Linked DNA regions of Rattus norvegicus: region 2 is linked to region 1. A link is a contact called in public Hi-C data. All regions are on one chromosome and are shown on one strand. The core of a region is the stretch at or near the end of the contact, and the rest is flanking DNA. Distances in the headings are between cores, read along the strand shown.

Region 1 (2,537 bases), core at 28-2,527:
GAACTCTCCAAAATGAGCCTGGTTGGGATAGAATAGGACTTAAAGAAGGATACGTAATTGCACAGGGCATCTGAGCTCAGTTTCTTAAGTATGGTTTTAAAACTTCCTAGAAAGTGTATGCTAGTACAAATTGTATTCCTGGTAAACAAAATATTTTATTTAAAAAAATGTCCATCACTTTGTGAGTGCCTAGTCTCTGAGGTAGTTAGCATGGGGAAAGTTCCCCAACAGAGTACACCAAATATCAAAAGCAGTCTCTATTTTTTTATTAATTCTCTAAAAACTGTTACGTATATTGTCTGGGGAAAATGAATATTAATGTTTTATTTTTCGTCATGGCCCTGAGATAGGGCTGCAGTTTTTGTTCTGGCCATTGTCTCACTACTGTCCACAGCAAGCTGTCACGATGGCTAATATTTCGTTCTATCAATAAATCAGGAAGTGGGTCCGGAGAAATTAAGGGGCGCTTTCAGGGTCATAGAACGGAAGTGTCCACAGCAGGATTTTGGCTTTCTCTTACTCTAAGTTGAGAGTCTTGTGCTATATCTAAACCCATGATACAATTTATTTAGGTAGACATCCAGACGTATCTCTGTGACAAGAACGTTTGTTCTTGATTTTATAGGGGACCCGAAAGTAATAGCATCTCCCCTCCCAAAATAAAGCTATAATGGGATGCCTGATTATGTTAGAGGAATAAAGAATCCGGGGAGTTCTGGGATGGTCTATCTGAGGGGAGAGTACTGAGCTCGCTGGAAACCAGGCGGGTGGGATGCTGGATCTCTGGAGAGGTTTCCCATGAGTCCTCAGTCCAGGTATTTTGACTAAAGCCTGTGTCAACTTAAGCTCACTCGGAGTATGGTCGTTTATCTTTGGCGTGTGCATGCCTAGATGGCTCCAAGCACAAAGTGAAAACCTGTAGCACGAAGAGTCAGTCAAACGCAACAAAACTTTGTTTTGCTTTGTCCGGGCAGACTTCAGATTCAGCACTGAGCAGCCTCCTCTAACACAAGCTCCCACTTCCCTTGGGCCTCAGGCCGCATTGAACCCATTGACAACATGCTAGGGAATTCGTGCACGCTGGCGGGAACAGGAGGCAGTGAGGGATGCGTAGGGACTGGGAACATGGCTGAGGTGGGTGGAGGGGGCGGGTACAGTGTTTGCCTTGTAAGCATAAAGACCCACCAGAGTTCAAGTTTCCAAACCTACACTGAAAATGGCAGATAGTCGTGGTTACAGGCATTTGTATTGTCAATACTGATGAAGCCCAGAGGAGTGGCTTCTAGCCCAGCCTACTTGGCAAGTTCCAGACCAGTGGGGGAGGGGAAATTTAATCTCACAAATGTGGGGCTAGGGGTACCTGAAGAACGATATACCTGTGCCTGACCTCTGACCCTGTATTCGTGTGCACACACACAAAGGAAGCGGATAGCCCACCAACCCACTGGTGGCGCGGCCTCTGAAAGCAGCTACTGGAGACACAAGGCTGATCTTTGGAGTCGGAGAAGTTGAGTGCCAATCAGGAGGAGCAGAGAGTGCACAGAGCAGCTCAGGTCATGCCAGGTGCCCCTGTTTCTACTGGCGCCATTTTTCTCCCTCTAGCTTTGGCCTCTGTCACAGGCTCCAGTTCAATCATTAGCGATGAAAAAAAAAATATGTGAGTGCCAAGAAACGTCTCTTTCCTTGAAAACACACACACACACACAGACAGACACACACAGACACACACACACACACACACACACACACACACACACACACACACACACACACACACACACGGGTGTCACGGCTTGTGCCGGGGCCACAAAGTGGTGAGGTGGCTGCCTAAGCAGGTTCTGGATCCAGCAGGCTCATTAAACTTTGGAACGAGGTCCGGCCTTTATGTGCAGATGTGTTTTCCAAGCTGTTTTGTGACACATTGTCAGAAATCAGGTACGCAGACTCGGGAACTCTAGCTTTCAACAACTGCTTTTCCACTTCCCTTTCACACAATTAAACACCCTGCGGTACTTAACAGAGCAATAACTCGCACATCAATAAAGCCATAAATAATTGGGCTCGGGCAAACTCTGGGGCCTAGCCAGCCACTGAGAGCCATAGTTTTTGATTCATCAATGGGCTCAGACAACAAAAAAGGCAAAGGCCTGTGAAGGCCTGGAGACAATCTTTTGATTCCTAGGGTCCTATCTCCCAAGGAGAGCTAGCCCACAGGGAAACCCACCTCCAGAAACTAGTTTAAAATGTTAGAGTCCATGCAGTGACCTCTATGTTTGTTTGGCGTTTTCCCCCCTCTCTTTTTCTTTTTCTCATAGCCTAGCTAATCTAAGTCTCTGGAATCAAGGCCCAGGAGCCTGCATTTGATTTGTATATATGTGTGTATACATATATGTGCATGTATGTTCCCGTGTGTCTGTGTGCATACATACTTTTTTTTTTTTTGAGATGCGGTATCTCACTGGTCAAATAGGCTGTTGTAAGCTCCAAGTTTCCATCTATATCCATGTCCCCAGTGCTGGAATTACAAGTGTCAGTCA
Region 2 (2,537 bases), core at 26-2,525, 110 kb after region 1:
CTTACATAGAGTTAATTACAGCTACTGCATGACTCTGTCCTCGAGAGCACTATTCCTGGCTATAACTTGTTTCTATACAATTTTGCTAGCCAAGGGTCACTTGCTGACCTTGAATTCCCCAAATTGGCTGAATTAGAACAACTTACTTGCCTAAGCGTGGGTCTTAATCTAAGGAAAAGGAAATAAACACAGATTTAGACACAAGGGTATTTTAGCAGTGCACACACACACACACACACACACACACACACACACGTGAGGCTCACATTGCATAATGCTCTTGTTGCATAATTGATAAAAGCACAAGGTCCGCTGTGTAGCCTCAAGGTCCTGCTGTTGTCACTAGTTATTTAAGTACACATGCTTTAGGAAGCTTTAGGACTCAGTTGAGACCCTTGGGAGTCTGAGCGTGATGTGCGGCTCGAGAAATAGATGTAGATGTCGATGTAGGCATTTGGACTCTGGCCTGGTTCTGAAGTCAAGTCTTCAAATCGACTGTATGCCATCCTGCTCTCCGGTGAAAGCAAGCTGCATGCCAGCCAAGTAAACCACCATGGACTCAAAACAAACGCAAGACCAAGACAGTCTAACGTTAAAGGAGTCATTAGAAGAATGTACTGGAATATAATTTTTCCTACCTGTGATCGAGATGTTAAATCCATTGAACCGGAGTGACTCATGTCTCATCGCCAAGACTTACATATGATCTTAGAGTGAGTGGTTAATAATTGTAACTTACAAGGCTGTCCACAAATGCATGGGGCGGAGTTGGGGGATCTGGTGACGCCGTAAGAGACCAAGGGAGAAGCTAGTGTAGCTTCTAATGTTCGCAGAACCATGAGCGATGCATGCACGTTTGTAACATTAGCCTTGTTTCTGGTGTTTTCAGGAGGGGTTAGCCGATGACTGCATTTTTGCTAAAAGTTAAAAAACAAAAAGAAAAATGGTGCACCCTGTTTTCATTAGCACCAAGGAGAGGGTTTGGATGAGGCTCCCTGCTTGTACAGCACATCTTTACCTCACGAAAGAGAAAGTAGGCACGATGGAAATCATCCCTTCCTGTCTCTATCTTCATTCTTAGAGTTCCCAATGAGTTCTCTGCCAGGGAGAAAAGACCCCATGGCAGAGCTTCAGGCCTCATCCTCAGATTAGCTGGTTTGATTCTGTATCCACATCTAAAAAAGTTAAATGCTACACATTCTCTTGAGTTCTTTAGTATCTCTACTTGATCCACCGTGGTCTGTTACAGAGAGGTTAAACAAGGGAGCAACAGCCCGCACTGGCCTACTAAACTTGACGTGAGCCTCACGGCATGAGTGGCCTGTCACTGAGGTGGCAACTTCAAGACTGTGGCCAAAATCTAGGATGTCATAGCCTTGCCTCAGGTAAAGATCCAGACATGCAGGTGTGCTCTGGCCTAGAGTCACTGCCTATAGGTCAGCCTGGTAGACCATCTCTTATCCAAATAAGGAGTAAAGTAATTCCTCGTGATGCCTGTGAATTCTCCAGAATGTCCCCCCAGAAAGACATACAAGCTAAGCGTTGTTTTGTTTTCACTACTGCTTCCTGTGCCTTGACCTCACTCCCTGGGAATCTCGGGAGATGTCAAACCTCCTTAAGCCTCTTCTGCACACAATTACTATATGGGAATATGTAACACGCACACAAAACTGGAAACAAAATGACCTATGACCTGTGCAGCTAGCAACAGCTTTGGTGGCATTCGTAGTGGTCAGGTAAAGGAATGTATATGCCAGGATTCTCGTGACTGGTGCCAGAAACCCTTCGAGAGTCTACTCCAGGGTCGTTCGAGTTTGCAGACTTGTGTGCCTCTCCCGTCACTTTCAGATTTGCTTCCTTCCTGGTTTTGGAATCTGGGTTCAAAGTAGATTCCAGTTTGCAGAGTAACCAGCATGGTGGAGGAAGCATGGGAGGCCACGAAGGCTATAGAATAATCAGCACACCCATGGGGGTCACAGGTGGGCATTTTGTCACCTGGGGAGCGGTGGTGTGTGCCAGGAACTAGCCCTTCAGTGGCTGGACCTCATCTCTCTAGAGAGCACACAGCGAGGCCGGCCTGGAGGAGATGAGGCAATGGTGATTTACTCAGATGCACTGAAGCCTTTGCCATTTCCACTCCATGAGGTCCTACCAGTGTGGGACAGGAGGAGGACAGTCCTCGCTGCAAGCCTGGTCTCCCTGAGTGAGCGCAGGAGGTCATGTCCATCTAGAATCTGTATGTAGTTTAACTGGAATCCCACCCCATAATGCTTAAGCGAATGATGCTCTTCATGTGCACTGACTAAAAATAGTTTCATCTGCGGTGGGAGCAGAGTTTCACGTTTATACGAGCATCTGGCCTATGGAATCCAGTACTCCATTCTTTAAATAGCTTCACCCCGCTCTGGAGTACTCAGCCCTGAAAATGTCTCCCAGCCAAATACCTTGTTTACACAACCCTGTTTAACTATAAACAAGCTTTCCCCCTTTGAAAATGAAGAAGAATATTAATTTGGAAATCAATTATGCTTTAGGGT

The links. A called contact is a pair of places that touch in the nucleus more often than the background predicts.
Region 2: a contact with region 1 is called in a Hi-C map of liver, with 2.1 times the contacts expected there. The contact joins two enhancer-like sites. A contact is called at or near these places in 2 of 12 Hi-C or Micro-C datasets (kidney and liver).

What each region holds. Positions count from the first base shown.
Region 1 is chr20:20,242,329-20,244,865 of GRCr8, forward strand. No RefSeq gene overlaps it. Among named protein-coding and RNA genes, the nearest start is that of Trnaa-agc57, 40 kb to the right of the region's middle. Within about 2 kb of position 1,278, at least 1 of the 93 cell types and tissues checked has an H3K27ac peak or open chromatin away from gene starts, as enhancers often do. A contact at or near this core is called in liver, where this site is marked.
Region 2 is chr20:20,356,741-20,359,277 of GRCr8, forward strand. All of the region lies in intron 3 of Arid5b (AT-rich interaction domain 5B), which reads left to right. Among named protein-coding and RNA genes, the nearest start is that of Arid5b, 51 kb to the left of the region's middle. Within about 2 kb of position 1,276, at least 3 of the 93 cell types and tissues checked have an H3K27ac peak or open chromatin away from gene starts, as enhancers often do. A contact at or near this core is called in liver, where this site is marked.